2 separate regions of the Macaca mulatta genome follow, and region 2 is linked to region 1. A link is a contact called in public Hi-C data. All regions are on one chromosome and are shown on one strand. Each heading gives the region's core, a stretch centred on a gene start, on an enhancer-like site or on the middle of the called end of the contact. The rest is flanking DNA. Distances are from core to core; before and after follow the strand shown. Region 1 holds the start of COQ2 (coenzyme Q2, polyprenyltransferase). Region 2 holds the start of LIN54 (lin-54 DREAM MuvB core complex component).

The links. Hi-C and Micro-C count contacts between places; a contact is called where the count stands out from the background.
Region 2: a contact with region 1 is called in a Hi-C map of CD4 T cells, with 7 times the contacts expected there. The contact joins the promoter of LIN54 here to the promoter of COQ2 in region 1. A contact is called at or near these places in 2 of 14 Hi-C or Micro-C datasets (CD4 T cells and fetal cortex germinal zone).

Annotation. Positions count from the first base shown.
Region 1 is chr5:50,457,812-50,461,538 of T2T-MMU8v2.0, forward strand. COQ2 (coenzyme Q2, polyprenyltransferase) reads left to right here and starts at 1,555. Exons shown (of 8, transcript XM_002808408.4): 1 at 1,555-1,696; 2 at 1,699-1,971. The coding sequence starts at 1,570.
Region 2 is chr5:50,759,467-50,762,781 of T2T-MMU8v2.0, forward strand. It overlaps LIN54 (lin-54 DREAM MuvB core complex component), which reads left to right and starts at 1,781. Exons shown (of 11, transcript XM_028848456.2): 1 at 1,781-1,930.

The sequences.
Region 1 (3,727 bases), core at 305-2,804:
CACGGATGCAATACATGACTAATATTACACCCTTTTCAGGTTTGAGTCAGATCTAAATCGTCTCCCATCTAAACAACTAGGAGTGTTACTCAATTTCCTGTTGGCCTTTATTCTTTGCAGGCAGGAGAAAGGCTAGGTACCCCCTGCCTCATTACACTAAAGTGGCCAGGCATCCAACTTGCTGTATTTAAGATGTGCAAGAAGTCACAGAATCATTGTACAGGTTTTATGGAAAGGAGCCTAAAGACTAAGTCAACTTCCTGGAACATTAAAATCCAGACGAGTGACTTGCCTAGGGTTACTCAGTGAGAGGTTAAATGAGATGATACATGTAAAGTGCCTGGCACACAGCGGTATACAGAGTTGCTTATGAAAGATTGCTGATCATCTGAGGCAGGAGGATCGCTTTAGCCCAGGTGTTCCAGACCAGCCTGGGCAACACAGTGAGACCTCCTCTCTACGAAAAATTAAAAAATTAGCCAGCCATGGTAGCTCGTGTCTGTAGTTTCCAACTATTTAGAATGCTGAGATGGGAGGATTGATTAAGCCCAAGAGGTGGAGGCTGCAGTGAGCCATGATCCCTCCACTGGTCTCCAGCCTGGATGACAGAGCAAGACTCTGTCTCAAAAAAAAAGAGTGATGACTTTTCAGCTCCAGGTTCTTAGCGTCACACACGCTGGTTGTCTGCTGATTACACGAACTCCTTTGAAGGGCTGTCAAATTTAAAATTTTCACTTGTGTAATGAGCATCCCTTAATCCTGAATGCGGTTTTAATTAACAGTCTTGTATGTGGCCACTTGGTGCCCTTTTTGTTTTAAAATGGCTAAACGTGTATGCAAATTCTTTTGGATTCAGTACGTTTTTCAAAGCTTTTTTTTTTTTCCTGGTACAACTGTTTCATATGTATAAACACTATCCTTTTCATTTTATGGAGAAAGCTAATAATAGTGTTAAATTATAGGGGGCCATTGTTTTGAACTAAGTTCCTGCACTAGGTCTCAACAGATCAGACTAAGAATCAAGAGTCACCCATGCTAAAGTTCCAAGTCACCAAACTAAAACTAAGTTGTATCTGACATTCTGAGAAGTCAGGAAAGAGAGACAACAGCCAATTTTCCAACCAGGCCGTTTCAAAATGCAATCGTCATGACAATTAAGTTTCCTGTTTTAGTCCTTAACCTGGAGTAACCTGATGTTAACCAATCAGTTACTTCTCTACTGTTGTTTCCCTGTCCCCTCCTCGCAGTGAAAGTAATTTGAAGTGACCAATACGCTTTTTGTTCTTCGCTTCTGCTTTCTTCAGCCCTTTTTCTGTCTATAAAGCCAACTTCCTCCGCTCGACTCTTTGGAACACTTATTCTATTTTATGGAATAAGGTGTTGCCCGATTCTATTTTTTGTTTGTTTCCTCAGAGACCCCTGTTTTAGTGTTGCCCGATAACAGAATCACAAAGTCAATCGAGATCGAGTTGTAAAAAATTACAACTACATTTGTCGTAATTTTTTTGCCTTTTGCCAACAGGAATTCCTTTTACATTAAGTATTCCTCCTTTACAGTAAGCGACCACGATGACCCCTTTTTCTCAAGTAAGGATGAGGAAAGCTTCTGTCCACGCCGCCGCCCAGCCTGGCAGACTTGGATTGCATCCTGCGGATGCCACTGCGCATGCCCGCTGGGGAATGACGTCAATCCGAGCTCTCCCGGCCTCCCCAGCGCCATGCTGGGCTCGCGAGCCGCGGGGTTCGCGCGGGGCCTGTGGTCTGTGGCACTGGCGTCGCTGCCGGGCTGGCGGGGCCGCTCCTTCACCCTGGCGCGTGCGACCGGCGCGCCCCACGGTGGTGACTTGCAGCCCTCCGCCTGTCCCGGGCCGCGCGGGCGCCAGCTCAGCCTGTCCGCTGCGGCGGTGGTGAACTCCGCGCCCCGCCCCCTGCAGCCGTACTTGCGCCTCATGCGGTTGGACAAACCCATTGGTGAGTGCGGGCGGGCGGGCAGCCCGGGAATTTGCAAGTAGCAGCCTCCGACTCCGCTCCGCGGAGCTGTCCGCGGCGGCCGGCCCGGAAGTGATGGAAATGAGAGCATGAAAGCTTGGGCTTGGCTGCCGACTGCCGTGCGCCCAGGGGCGAGTCGCTTCGGGACACGCAGTCTGGACAGTCTCCTAAAGGACTCGACAGTTTCACGTCTGTCTGCATCCTGAGCACCTGAAGCGGGGCAAGATAATTCTCTTTCCACAAATACTTGTTTAAATGGTGACTCAAGCGGAAGGTTCCGTTCTCGTGGCCCTCATTTATTTATTAGAATGTTTGATCCTCCCCGCAATCTTGTAAGGCCCACAAAGACAATAATTAAGACAGTTAAGACGCTGAGGAAACTAAGGCTCCTCGTCAGAGCCAGACTAGAAGAACTCTGTGTTTTGATACTGAGTCGGAGCTCTTTTGCCTGTGTCACCCATAAGGCAAAGATTTAATTCATTTGAACGCAGCAGAGACAGCGCTTACGGACTGCCTGTCAGCTCACAATCGCCCCCGACAGGAAGATTTCCCTGACTTTCTTATTTTAATTAACACCTACCAACCTCACTTTCTATCGCTTTATCCACAATTTTTCTTAATAGCACCACTAACCTTATGCTCTTATTGGTTGATTGGCTACTCAAGTAGTGTTAAGTGAATTAATAAGTTCCTACTACATTGTCCGGCCATAGAGATAGAAAGAGCTATGGAAACTCCTTGCTTTCAAGGAACTCTGGTCTAGTTGAAAAAGACTATTTGGTGAGCTAGGAAAATATGGATCAAATATGAGTGGTACAGATAGCAAGTGCTACAGGGAAAAAGAGAAATTGCTGTGGGTCCCTTGCTGGAAAGTTTCAAGAAGAAATTATACTCCAAGGGACAAGTTGATTTTGCAAAGGAGAGAAGAGATCTTAGTGCGAGAAGTATTTTTGCAAAGCACCAAGGATGGGGTGTTAGAACACTACGATTATAAGCCTGACCTGGAACACCAAGTGGGTGTGGAAAATGGGAAACGAGACTAGACAAGAACGGGTCTGAAGAAGCTGGATAACGTGGAGGGAGAAGTGGAGGATGAACTCCAGCCAATCTAGATGATGACATTTGCCATTGCAGTGTATGGGGATGTATTCAAAGGCCTAGGTACATTCACTCCACTTTTGCCCATACAAGACCCAAATTAGGCCTTGCTTTTGGTATTCTAGATTTATGCACGACCTATTTGGGATTAGAGCACTAAGTTATAACAGTCAGCTATTAAAACATAAAAGCCCATTGAATGATAGGGACAGCCCTGACATCATTGGGAGGCTGTGTATGACCCCCATGCATTTTGGGGAGATTCATGTTGAGAGGCATACATTTCCAAGCCCAGTTCCAATCTGAAGCCTGACTATAATTCTGTTCTTGGAGTCTGTGGCATGGAGTGGCAGTGTAGGCTTATAGATGAACATCTGCCATTATTCCCATTTCCCCAGTTAAACCTCTGGCTTCTATCTTAGTGGCTGGACCTTCCACCGTGTAACAGGAGGCAACAAAGGGGTTATGAACAAAACTCTGGCGCCAGACCTCTTGGATGTGAACCTCCACCCTGCTTATCTAGGGACCTTGGTTAAATTACTTCACCTCTCTGGGCATCCATTTATCATCTGTAAAATGAAGATACTATTAATGATAATGTGGACTTTGTGAGGTCATGAAAATTCATTAATAGATGTTA
Region 2 (3,315 bases), core at 531-3,030, 300 kb after region 1:
GCATTCCACCATGCCCGGCTAATTTTTGTATTTTTAGTAGAGGCAGGGTTTCCCCATGTTGGCCAGGCTGGTCTCAAACTCCTGACCTCAGGTGATCCACCTGCCTCAGCCTCCCAAAGCGCTGGGATTACAGGTGTGAGCCACTGCGCCTGGTCTGATAATATCTTAATTCTTTTTATTTAAAAAAAAATTATTTTGTAGAGATGGAATCTCACTACGTTGCCCAGGCTGGTCTCAAACTCCTGGCCTCAACCCATCCTCCTGCTTCGGTCTCCCAGAGTCCTGCGATTACAGGTGTGAGCCACAGCACCAGATCAATAACATCTAAATAATCAATTTTCCCTTCATAACAAAATCATAGTGAGAAAGGAAGTTTCCCTTCTCTTTTTTGGGCACTGTTTGTCTTGGGTTTTAGTATGAGAGTTATGCTGCCTTGTGGAATAAACTGGGAAAGGGTCTCCCTTTTTTGAGATTTGTTTGGTCTCTCTAAAATCTAGCCAGTTTTGGGTACCCCATCGCACTCTCTTCTTCCTTCCAGTGGTGCGCCAACAGTACCATCAATCATTTTACCATGAGGATTTCTCACACTAGCTCTCAAGGTTCCTCATAAAGTGGGCTCACAATGCTGATCTCCAACAAAGCCTTTGTGTCTTTCAACTTTATCACATTCCTTGCACATGTCACAGACCTTACCATTTTCAAGGCTTTGCTAATTTCATGACATCTGCCTTGTTAAATCCTGACTATTAGTGTTTGGGCTGGTACTGGGTGTTGATTATGGCACAAGGGAACTAACATTTTAGGCAGAGACAGTGTACCTGCTTAGCACCCTTCATTTTATTTAATCATCAGAATTCTGGGAAGTTTTGTTATTTTTATTTGCTGGATAGGAAAATAAACGTTATACACTAATAAACGGAGGTGCCACTAAATACCAGTACCGCTTGATTCCAAAGTGATTGCTGCCTCCACTAGTTTCACCTCCTCCATTGTGTTCCCTAGGTAGTCTCTGATGCTGACCTGTATGTCCTCCGTGCTCCATTAGCAAATTATACACTGTACCGCACCATCTTACATTTACACTCTTGTATTTTCTATTTTTTCATATCTGTAGTGCTTGTCTCACACACAGCAGTTAATAATCTCTCAGAATATTTTTTCTTTTTCCCCTCAGAATGATCTCTCAGCGTCTGGTCATCCGACTCCGTATTTGGATATCATATAAATCGCGGGAAAAAATAAAAGGTGATTAAATACAAATAATTTTGACTGTGTTAGTCTTAGCTGTGTGTTGCAAGAAAAAAACAAAAGGTCTCTTTCAAAATAAGTTTAACTCTCAATGATCTCCCTGGGGCTTTTTAGCGACCCCTGCAAAATTAGTGCCTAAAAACACAGTGACTTGGCATTTGTGACTACTGATCACCTCCTCACTCAAGCACATCAAACAGCGGGATATCCTGGAAGTCGCACCTACAGCTCACACTTCCTAACAAGGAAAGCTAGACGAAGGGACGGTCTTTCCCAACAGCAGCGCGATGCGGGTCCTCCCCCCACCAGCTTCAGTGGGATGGAACATTCCGTGCGATCACTTTGACCGGGCGCCACTCGGAGTCACGTGGAGCTGTAGCGCCCCGGCGGAGCCGGGCGGAATAACGCGGGCTCGGGTTGCCAAGAGGAGGGGCGAGGCACCGCGGAAGAGGCGGAGCGAAGGAAGCCGGCCGTGGGGCGGGGTGCTGAGCGCAGGGGCGGGCAGAGAGGGGCGCGCGGGCGGGGAGGGCCCGGCGTATTATGGGATGCGGCGGTGGAATGGCGCTGGGCGCGTGATTTTGAACAAACCCTGGTCTGTGTCTCGGAGGCGCCGCCGCCGCCGCTGCTGCTGGGAGCCCAGGGAGCGCCGCGCGACTAGGAGGCGGCGGCGCCGCCGGCTTTGGTGAGTGTCAGCCGCCGGGATGGGGGCTACTGGGCGGGCGGGCGGGAAGGGGGAACCGGCCCCCGCTGCGAGTGGCTGCGCGGGCGGAGAGCGCTGGACCGCTCCCTCCGGGAGCCCGGGCCGGTGGGCCTTGGCGGGGAGCGGGAACCCGCCAGCGGGGTCAGCCGCGCCCCTTCCCTGGGCTGCGGGGGGCGGAGGATCCTCGGGGCTCCGTCTCTTCCCGCCGGCTCCCGGGAGGGTGGCTGTCACCCGGCAGGGCCAGCGCTCGGCCAGCCGCCTGCCTGGCGGTCTGGAGGAAGGGCTCCCGCGGCTGTTGACACGCACACTGCGCGACCCAACAAGCCGGCCGTGGCTGCCCCGGGTTTCTGGGAACCGGTTTTGCTGCTGTGTCATTTTGTGCCAGTCCCTCCTCTCCCTACTGCCCGCCGCCGCGTTCTTCCTATGCCCCTTTGTATAGGCTCTTGTTCGTGCGTGTCCGTTTTCCTCGCGAAGCCCACCAGCCAAATGTCATAATGTTCCCGAGGTGCACGGGGGAAGGGAGCGGGCCGGGACTTAGCTTGGACAGCAACGGTAAACAACCAAGCAGAGTGCGGATGGACGGGGCCGTCAGTAGGGAAATGAAGTTTAAAGATGAAGTAACTGATAACACTTTACACTCTCAGCATCTGGCAGTCTGCATATAAAAACAGCAATTGGGGTGGGTGGTAGACAGCCCTTGTTGAAGGCTGAATCTACCGACTTTTATATGGAGTTGCCATTGAAACAAGGTAGGGAAATGAAATGACTTTTTCAACTTCAACCTTAATCTTCTTACACTAACTTAGACAGTAGAGTGGCCCTGTTCGCAGCCTTGAAATTCAGTTTGCCCAGAGCTTATATTGTAGTTGAATGATAAAGAATTAAGTTTTTGGTTGGTTAACTCTTTTTGAAATTGACAAAGGCAGCCAGTTTCCTTTTTTTTTTTTTTTTTAAGTGTTGGTCTCAGAAGAAGCCTTGCAGCTTATGTTTTGTTATTTTTTAAATGATTAAGAATTATCTCTGTTCTCTTTTGGTTACTTATTCAACTGACTGATGACAGGAGCTGTTAACTCTCACTTACCTAGTAGGTAACTCTAGGGTCTTGTTCTGAAGCAAGCTGTTTATTTTCACTGTATTGAACAAATATATCAGCAGCAGATGGTTTTTTTTTTTTTAATTTGATGACTTAGATCCTAAAAACATTTGGCAAATACTTTTAGCTTAGAGTTATATTTTCAATATTTTAGAAATTGATCATTCATGAATGTTTCTACAATTAGTTCAATACATTTTAAATCTAGTTGCGCTTTGACGTCTTAAACCGATGACAGATTGGAAGTCACAGTGTTCATGGACAGAAATGACCA